3 separate regions of the Mus musculus genome follow, and all the other regions are linked to region 2. Evidence: chromatin contacts called from public ChIA-PET and promoter capture Hi-C data. All regions are on one chromosome and are shown on one strand. Each heading gives the region's core, a stretch centred on a gene start, on an enhancer-like site or on the middle of the called end of the contact. The rest is flanking DNA. Distances are from core to core; before and after follow the strand shown.

The links. Promoter capture Hi-C pulls out the DNA fragments that hold promoters and counts their contacts. ChIA-PET counts read pairs in DNA pulled down with a chosen protein or histone mark.
Region 1: a promoter capture Hi-C map of the HPC-7 cell line shows a contact between it and region 2, with 2.3 times the contacts expected there. The contact joins two enhancer-like sites. A contact is called at or near these places in 26 of 39 promoter capture datasets (the 3T3-L1 cell line, 3T3-L1-derived adipocytes, the C10 cell line and 18 more), 3 of 15 datasets of contacts at CTCF or cohesin (CD8 T cells and embryonic stem cells), 13 of 484 Hi-C or Micro-C datasets (the 3T3-L1 cell line, 3T3-L1-derived adipocytes, the F1.1 cell line and 8 more), 23 of 115 datasets of contacts at active chromatin or transcription factors (the 230-238 cell line, CD8 T cells, the HPC-7 cell line and 15 more) and 5 of 9 other capture datasets (adipose tissue, embryonic stem cells, liver and 2 more).
Region 3: a contact with region 2 is called in an RNA polymerase II ChIA-PET map of effector CD8 T cells, with 68 read pairs. The contact joins two enhancer-like sites. A contact is called at or near these places in 23 of 39 promoter capture datasets (the 3T3-L1 cell line, 3T3-L1-derived adipocytes, the C10 cell line and 17 more), 6 of 484 Hi-C or Micro-C datasets (the 3T3-L1 cell line, Sertoli cells, bone marrow-derived macrophages and 3 more), 25 of 115 datasets of contacts at active chromatin or transcription factors (CD8 T cells, the HPC-7 cell line, Th17 cells and 20 more) and 4 of 9 other capture datasets (adipose tissue, embryonic stem cells, liver and 1 more).

The regions. Positions count from the first base shown.
Region 1 is chr17:29,370,254-29,373,188 of GRCm38.p6, forward strand. All of the region lies in intron 9 of Fgd2 (FYVE, RhoGEF and PH domain containing 2), which reads left to right. Among named protein-coding and RNA genes, the nearest start is that of Fgd2, 11 kb to the left of the region's middle. Within about 2 kb of position 1,313, at least 58 of the 459 cell types and tissues checked have an H3K27ac peak or open chromatin away from gene starts, as enhancers often do. A contact at or near this core is called in CD8 T cells, the HPC-7 cell line, neural stem cells and 2 more, where this site is marked.
Region 2 is chr17:29,530,571-29,533,780 of GRCm38.p6, forward strand. The region is part of intron 2 of Tmem217 (transmembrane protein 217); the gene reads right to left. Among named protein-coding and RNA genes, the nearest start is that of Tmem217, 17 kb to the right of the region's middle. Within about 2 kb of position 1,576, at least 80 of the 459 cell types and tissues checked have an H3K27ac peak or open chromatin away from gene starts, as enhancers often do. A contact at or near this core is called in CD8 T cells, the HPC-7 cell line, Th17 cells and 9 more, where this site is marked.
Region 3 is chr17:29,392,872-29,395,710 of GRCm38.p6, forward strand. No RefSeq gene overlaps it. Among named protein-coding and RNA genes, the nearest start is that of Fgd2, 33 kb to the left of the region's middle. Within about 2 kb of position 1,405, at least 158 of the 459 cell types and tissues checked have an H3K27ac peak or open chromatin away from gene starts, as enhancers often do. A contact at or near this core is called in CD8 T cells, the HPC-7 cell line, Th17 cells and 6 more, where this site is marked.

The DNA.
Region 1 (2,935 bases), core at 63-2,562, 160 kb before region 2:
TCCTGAGATGGCCAGAGAGTCCCAGAGGCTGGAGAGTAGGCAGGTGTATCTGATAGGGGCCCTTATGAGCAAGTCTGAGGGAGGAGGTAGAGAGAGGCCCTTAGTGAGCAAGTCTGAGGGAGGAGGGTAGTGAGCAAGTTTGAGGGAGGAGGGTGACCTGATTAGGGGTGAGAAGAAGACATTGGAGGAACATAGCAGAGATCAGCCAACCAAGGCTGGATGTGACGGTGCACGAGTTTAATTTCAGTACTTAGGAGGCAGAGTTAGGTGGACCTCTGTGAGCTTGAATCTAGAACTGGTCTACACACTGAGTTTCAGGCTAGACGGGTCTATATAGCAAGTTACAGGCTAGCCAGGGCCACAGAGTGCAACTCTGTCACAGAAGGAGGAGGAGGAGGAGGATGAAGGACAAAAGACACAGAACCCAAAGGAGATTCACAGCCTGCAATCCCAGCACTTAAGAGGCTGAGGCAGGAGGATTACTGCAAATTCAGGACAGTCTGGATTGTAGTGAATTCCGAGCTGGCCTGGAATACACAGAGAGACCATCTCAAAAATAACACATACACACACACACACACCACACACACACACACACACCACACACACACACACCATACACACACATACAAACACAGACAAAAACAAAAAAACAAAACAAAAGACAAAACAAACCTGGGTTTGTAATGTAGCTCCTTTGGTAAAAGGTTTGCTTAGCATTCACTGAGCCTGGATCAGAGCCCCAGTACCCAGTAGCCCAGGAGTGGTGGCACCCATCTGTAATCTCAGCCCTTGGCAAGTGGTGGCAGGAGGGTCAGGAATTCCAGACCATCCTTGGCTACATGGTGAGGTTAACGCCAGCTGCGACCATGTGAGAAAGCCACTAATTCCCTGTATGCCTGCTCTTGGCTGCCACCGTTTGGCAAGTCTGTCTCACTGGCTAGCAGCCCCATAGCACCCTCTGCTGGACATTGCTGGACATGGTGGGTGAAGAGCTGTCTACAACAAATGGAAACCACTTTTTGAGTCAGGCTTGAGGGACAGAGGGGCTTGAACCACCTTAGCTGTTCTACCGGCCTATGGCCTATGTATGACCTGGTCTGAGCTGGCCCTTGTGTTTCCCAGCCTAAAAAGAAGGAGAGGTTACACAGGCGTGCCATCCAGGAACCTCACATAGAACCCAACAGGTTGTACCCTGCACAAGGATACCTTATCCCAGAGGTGCCATCAGTAGCCAACTGTGATATGTCATAGATTGCAGATTTACAGTGAAAGCTGGCCAGCAGGTGGCAGTCAAACATCTCATTCTGACAAGATCTGGAGATGTGCCAGTTGGCCACAGATATCAGGAGATCAGGAGAGCCTTCTGAAGCAGGCAGGGGGTCCTTTGTTGATGAGCCCAAAGAACTGTGTGGGATAGAAAGACCCTGAACTGAGCCAGACCTCCAGAGTGTGGTTAAGCCAGCCCAGCGGGAAGCTAAAACCTGGAGGCTCAGGGGCTAAAGAGATGGCTCAGCAGTTAAGAGCACCGATTGCTCTTCTAGAGGTCCTGAGTTCAATTCCCAGCAATCACATGGTGGCTCACAACCATCTGTAATGGGCATCTGATGCTGTCTTCTGCTGTGTCTGAAGGCAGTGACAGCGTACCCACATATACGAAATAAATATGGCCAGAGCGAGTGGGAGCGGGACCAGAAAAAATAAGAAGAAAGAGAGAGAGAGAGAGAGAGAGAGAGAGAGAGAGAGAGAGAGAGAGAGAAGGAGGGGGGAGGAGAGAGAGAGAAGGAAAGAAGGAAGGAAGGAAAGAAATAAAGAAAGAACACACAAACCTGGAGGCTCCAATCCCAAGGCATCTTGACTCAGACCCAGAACTCCCTGGGCTTCCCCTCTCCTCTCATAGCTTTCCAGCCCTTCCTGCCTGGACTCCTGCAAGCTTTAGGCCTCCACTTGCCTTTCCCGATCCTTCCTCTGACAGGAATGGTAACAGTTCATCCAGGTCTCCCACGCTGCCCCCTCAGCGCCCGCCCCTCTATTCTCAGGGCATCTGTCCTTCGCAGCAGGTCTCACAGGCCTGAGCTGCAAAGTGGCGGCTCTGCTCCACGTCACCCAGGCTCCCCACATCCAGCAGGATACAGGGTCCAGACCACACCCAGCCCTCCCTGATGTGAGTCTGTGCATACAGCACAGTCTCCAGCCTCAGTCCTTTTATTTTTTTAAGGCTCATTTATTTATATGAGCAGACTGCAGCTGTCTTCAGACTCACCAGAAGAGGGCATCAGATCCCATTACAGATGGTTGTGAGCTACCATGTGGTTGCTGGGAATTAAACTCAGGACCTCTGGAAGAGCAGTCAGTGCTCTTAACCACTGAGCCATCTCTCCAGCCCCCAACCTCACTCTTTTTTTTTTCCCCCGAGACAGGGTTTCTCTGTGTAGCCCTGGCTGTCCGGGAACTCACTCTATAGACTAGGCTGGTCTCGAACTAAGAAATCCACCTGCCTCTGCCTCCCAAGTGTTGGGATTAAAGGCATGCGCCACCACTGTCCAGCATCCAACCTCACTCTTGATGGCAGAAACCCAATGCTAGGTGCCTCATTTTGCCCCTTAAAAGCTGTGTGACCTTAGGCAGGTCTTAAGCCTGTTCTCAGCTTCCAGATCCAGCGCCATGTAACTAAGGATGAGACCCACTTCCCAGGACTCCTGTGAGAATGACTTTTTATTATGGAAACATTTAAGCTACGAAAATAACCCCAAAAGTTTTCATAGACTCAAGTTATGTCGAGGTCCAGCTTCTATTTCTGGTGACTGTTCAGAACCGTTCCTCCACTCCACAACGGGTCATTGTCGGTGCTGCTGACATAGTTACAAAACCTTCAGTCCCATTTGTGCAGAGCCGGCTGGGGAAGGGTTGCTCCTGCCCTCAGTGCTGGGGTGTG
Region 2 (3,210 bases), core at 326-2,825:
CTGCCTGCTTCTGTCTAGAGAGCTGGGCTCAAGGCATCTTTAACTACGCAAGGCTCAAAACACATTTTACTGGTGCCCCACCACCACCCCAATGTTGGCTTACAAATTCCATTGCCGCTTCTTGCTCCTCCTCCTCTCCCCGCCCTCTTCCTGGCCCCTCCCACTGGCTCTTACCTCCTGCGCGCTCTCTCTCTCCTCTCTCCTCTCTCTCTCTCTCTCTCTCTCTCTCACACACACACACACACACACACATACACACACATAGAGGAATTAAAATCTAGGACCCACATGTGAGAGAACGCAGGTCCTATTTGTCCTTTTGAGCCTGGTTTATTCTACTTCTACTTCATTTACTTCATTCGAGGATTTCCAGCTTCATCCATTTCTCTGCAAATGTCACTATTTCATATTATTTCACAGCTGAATGATTTCCACAGTCTGTACCTTCCGCATCTCCTCCATCCATCAATCCTTCCATCAGCTGATGGATATCCATGCTGGTCCCACTCCTAGATGTCTTGGGTTTCTGAGACAGAAGGCGAGGGGTGTCTTAGCTGCCTGTTTTGCCTCAGGGCCCCTCCTAAAGTAAAGGTCTGGAGCGGCTGCCAGCTGAAGGCTGTCCTCCGAGGAGGGTCCTTTCACTCACCTGGCTGTTGGTAGCTCCTGGCCAGAAACCTCAGCTCTCTTCTTCTGGCCTGTTTTAAGGGCTGCCTGAGTCTCCTTGTGCCATGGCTGCAGGCTTTCCTCGAGGGTAACTGTTTGGTAGCAGCAGAGAATGGCTGTGTCTTTTTTTTTCTTTTAAATTTTATGTGGTTGAGTGCCTTTCTGCATGTAGGACCGCCAGGTGCCTGCAGTGCCCATAGTAGCCCGAAGAGGGCGCCAGTTGGAGCCCGAGGAACTGGAATTACACAGGCAGTTGTGAGCAGCAAATGCTCTTACCACTGAGCCATCTCTCCAGCCCTGCGGTCTTGCTTCTTATAGGCTTACTAAAGGCTAACCACAGGGCTGCGCACACAGTCCTGGCCGATGGCAGCCTCCGCTCATCACCCCAGGGTGATGAGGCTTTGAGCTTTCTTCTCAGCCAAGTAGCCAGCATCCAACCCAGCAGGGTGTGTGTGTGTGTGGGGGGGCACTCTCTAGGGGGCACAACCTGCTACCTCCCCAGTTTTCCCAACAGGAGAGAAATCCCAGATACTGTAGGGAAGCTAGGGTCTTCCCTTCTTCCTGTATTCTTCCAGGCCAAACTCTTGCTCAAGAGATCAGATTTCCCAAAACAAAAACCCAATCCTCTCCAACACAGAAAGAAAACCAGCCTGCCATGCTTGACAGTGAGTCAGCTGACAAGCAGGGAAACCAGTCCCCACTGGGGATGGGCGAATGCAGACAATAAACCACAGGGCTGCGCACACAGTCCTGGCCGATGGCAGCCTCCGCTCATCACCCCAGGGTAGCTCTACACATCCCTTGCTATGTCTATAATCTTTTCTTTCTCCAGTGCCTTTTCTCTACTTGGCTCTTTCCTCTGGGTCTTTCAGGTCTCCTACGCGGTGTCAGGGTCCCACGGTAGCTTCCTTTCTGTGGTCACTGGCTGACTGCCAACTTGCCTCTCACTAGCAGGCCAATCAGGAGTGCCCCGGAAGCTCTCCTCTGCGCTCCTTTCTTCCACAGGATGTCAAACACATCTCTGAGAACTTTCAGTGAATTCTCACTGTTCAATGCTCAGAACTGGGGTACATGGGCACCCCTAGCCACGGTATCACCATAGCTGCCATAGACAAATATTTATGCCAGGACTAGAACTCAGCTGCCTTATTCCACTAGCAAGGAGCCCTCTTGATGAAGAATATGGAGTTTGTTCTGCTCAGGACCCGTTTTCCTTGAATGTGGAGGTCTCTGATGTGGGACAGGACCTTCCCTTCCTTAGTGTAGCAATTGCGCCTTCCACAGACAGCCACACAGTTGGCCAGAATAAAGTTTAGATTTCCAAGTATCACTTGCAGCTAATGGCTATGCTACCAAAGGGTTTTTATTTATTTATTTATTTATTTATTTATTTATCTATTTAGTGTGTTTATTTTTGGACCAGAGGAAGGGAGTATTTTGAGATAGGGTTTCTCTGTGTAGCCTTTACTGTCCTAGAACTCACTCTGGCCTTGAACTCAGAGTTCTGCCTGCCTCTGCTCAGATTAAAGGAGTGCACCACTGCCCAGCTTGGAAGTTGGTAGCCTGGTTGCTACCAACGTTTTTTAAATGACATTTTATTCATTTTGTGTGCATGCAAGAGTTATGGTTGTGGATGTGAGCATGCCACAGTGTGTTTGTGGAGGTTGGATGACAACTTTTGGGAGTAGGCTTTCTTCTTCCACCTTCATGAGGGTCCTAGGAAAATGGAACTTGGACTTTCAGCCATCTTGTTTGGCTTTTGATGCCTCGTGTAGCCTGGGATTGCCATGAATCCATTATGACTTTGAAATCCTGATCCTTCTGCCTCTACCTCCAGTGTCGGGGTCACAGGCTTGGAACCACTGTGTCTGGCTTGATGCTGTCAATTTGTAAGAAAGGGCTGAGAAGAGAAGAAACCAAGGTGGCCATCTGTATTAAATATCAGACTCCTGTCGTTCCTCTTTGTCATCCAGATGGCTCAGAGGTATTTACGGGAGGGGCCCAGCTAGGGACACTTGCACTATCACAGACCCCTGCTTCTACAGACAGAACAACAGAGAAAAGAGATGGAGACCCCTGAGGGTTTCACAGAGCAGACCCCCATTGTGTTTTAAACTCCCACAGGAGAGGGTTAAATGACTGTCCTGCTGTATTCACCTCATGTTATTTTGTAGCCAGGCTGAAAGGATAAAACTGCCTTGAATGATCTACCTTACAAGCATTCTAAAGTCTGCCACAGCTGGGGCCAGGGATGGCTCTGTGGTTAAGAGGGCTTACAGTCCTTGGGGAGGACCCCAGCTCAGTTCTCAACTCATGAAGGCAGCTCTCAGCCGCTTTAGGAGATTCAACGTCATCTTCTGGACTTTGAGGAACTTACACATGTGCACATATATGCATAATAATTAAAAATAAAATGAATCTGGCCACTCCAGCAAGAGAAGCAGAGTCCCCGAGGCTGATCCTCAATGCTGTAGCAGACCACCTGCTTCCCCTCACTCTCTGCCCCCATGCCCAATGGATTAAGCAGATTCTAGTGGAACACCCTGC
Region 3 (2,839 bases), core at 155-2,654, 140 kb before region 2:
GGCTCTGCTTTGGTCTGTGTGACTCTCCCAGAGACCCTTTCCTGTTCTTTGGTCTAGTATGCCTCTCAGTCGAGGGTTTCCTGCAGCTGAGGGTCACCCTCACCCCCACACCCCTATCATACTCTTGGTCCTAGGAGTGGTTGGTCCCCATAACCCCTGGGTAGCTGCCAGGGATGTTAAAGGGCCTGAGCGAGTGTCCAAATGCTTTGGTAGACCCTATATTTAAATACAACCACAACGTGTATAATTTACACAGCCACGCTATGATTGTGCAGTTAACATTAGATGGATACTTAATAACTCCATTCTTACTATTGGAACATGGTGCGAGAACGGGATCCTGAGAGGTGAGTTCTGAGTGCTAGTGAGAACACTTGATTTCTTCAAACACAGGGAGTTGTCCTTGAAAAGGTACTTTTGTGCCCCTCACAGATGTAGCAGATAGGAGCGCGTTTACTTCAGATTATTTATTACAGCTGGCTATTATGTGTTTATATGCCTCCATGGAAAAGCACTTTTGCCACGTGTGGACAAGCAGCACTTTACCCTACGCTTGCGACTGCACCGCCCACCATGTGATTGGACACTTTACTCACGTGACTCAGAGTTTAGCTTGTCTGCTGCTCTAAAACTGGCTGTTGGATGAGCCTTTAGTCCCCTTGGTTTTTTAGGCTCCACTATCCCAGGTTCACACCGCCAATCAGAGTGCTAACCGCCTATCAGATACTATTCTATTGTGGAACCAAGACTAACCCCTCCCCTGCTGTGGCTGCAGACCTGTCAGTGGCCTGGGGCATTGTGACCAGAGATTCAGTTGTGTACCCTTTAAGACTCTTCCAAGGAAATCCCAGTATATGCTGGAGGGAAACCCCATCAAAGTACGCAGGAGTCTGTGTCAACACCCAACACTGTGGGTACAGGGTAGGTGGGGGTGTGGCTTCCGGCTGGCTTGCCACTAGGCCAGAAAAAACCCCACAGATCTGGGGTATGACTGTCCACCTCAGAGTCCCATTGTAGAGCTGAGCTTGTAGATGCCTTTTGAGCTCCTAAGCCAGGCCTGACATTGGAAAGTTGTAGAACTTAAGCTCTTGGCCGTACTCAAAGGTCCATGAGCATGAGTCTCCTCCACGCAGAGCCTTGTGGGAGACCGAGGATGGGGCTAAAGGGGGTGGGGTTCCTGGTGCCCCAGGTGCGAGAGCAAAGGATCGCCTACTTTTAAAAACAAAAACAGGACATTAGTGAACTATAAACACTCCAAAGAAAAAAGAATAATAATGGTATATTATGACATTTCCCCAAAGCTGTTTATCTGAAATTCCGATTTAACCCCACCACCGCCACAGCTGTGCATGCTCTACCACAACAGCCTGAGTCATTCAGCCGGTGACCTTCAGGCAAATGTTTTTTTTTTGAAGGGAAACAGCATCACGGTTGGGGGAATCCCCAGCTGTCATCAAAACATGTGTTGGCATAGTAGAAACCCCCAAATAATGTCGTGAGCTGGAAATAGAAAAGGTGACAAGCCTAAGTGCCTTAGGGCGGGTAGGCTTTAGGACTTGGAAGGTGTCCACAGCTGGAATGCTGGCTCCTTCTGCACATCTGGCTGCAAGTGTGGGAGAATAGAGAGAGAGAGAGAGCAGACTTTCTAAGCAGAACCTGTTGAGGGAAGAGTCTCCTCCCAAGACAGGCTCCCAGCTTTAGAAATGACGACTCTGTCTCTTTCTTCACGGACACTTTGTGGGGATTATAAGAGGAAGTGAGTCTGAAGCGCTTGGGACATGGTTGCCACCTGCAGTCAATGGTGGCCATTCTAAGTTGCTGTTTGTTGCCCAGGTGAGCTCTCTTAAGATCCTGTGACTCACTGGGCAGTGGCAGGGCACATCTTTAATCCCAGTACTTGGGAGGCAGAGGCAGGCAAATTTCTGAGTTCAAAGCCAGCCTGGTCTAGTTCCAGGACAGCCAGGGCTAAACAGAGAAACCCTGTCTCAAAAGAAAAAAAAAAATCCTGTGACTCTAGGTAAGGAAGGAACGTACCTCAGCTGGTGACAGTGACTCCTACATGCAGGAAGCCCTGGGTTGGACCCTCAGCACTGAGAGTGGTGGTACTTGCCTGTGGTCCCGCATTTAAAAAGGTGAAGGCCAGAGGAGGTTTAGGGCTTCAGAGGTTCCCCTTGAGGCTAATGTAGGCTTCCTGAGACCTCTCTCTCTCTCTCACTCTCTCTCTCTCTCTCTCACACACACACACACACACACAGAGAGAGAGAGAGAGAGAGAGAGAGAGAGAGAGAGAGAGATGGTAGGAACGGTGTATATTCTTTAGTCATAAGTGGTTCTAGGTCAGGACCAGAAGCTACAGGGATTTCTCTGTCTCTGCTCTGATTAGATTTTGCTTTTTGTCAGCAAAGTCTGGAGAAAGAGACTGCAGCTTAACTTTGAGGGTCCAGGATATGAGCTCCTATAGTAGCCCCTGAGTGTGTTGGTGGGACCGGGAGCAGACCTGGAGGATCTGGAATGGCCCCAGAGAACACAGCTCACTTCCTCTTGTGCCAGGCCCACCCAGAGGCCCCAGCAAGTGCACTTCAGTTAGAGCCTAGCTGGGAAAACCCCTGGAGTACAATTTCTCTTCCTTCAACACTCGGGTTTCTTAGAATGAAACTGAAAGCCCACAGGAGAAACTGCCACTTCTCCTTCCCCAGAAGGAGGAACTTGGACTCCCCTGACAGGAAAGTTCGAGTGGGGCTTCTGGGAATCCACCACCACTTCCGTGCTGAGGAAAACCGCAGGCAGGGGTGGGGGTAGGCTAGGGGACCGCTGCGGACCGGTCACCATCTTCACCTCT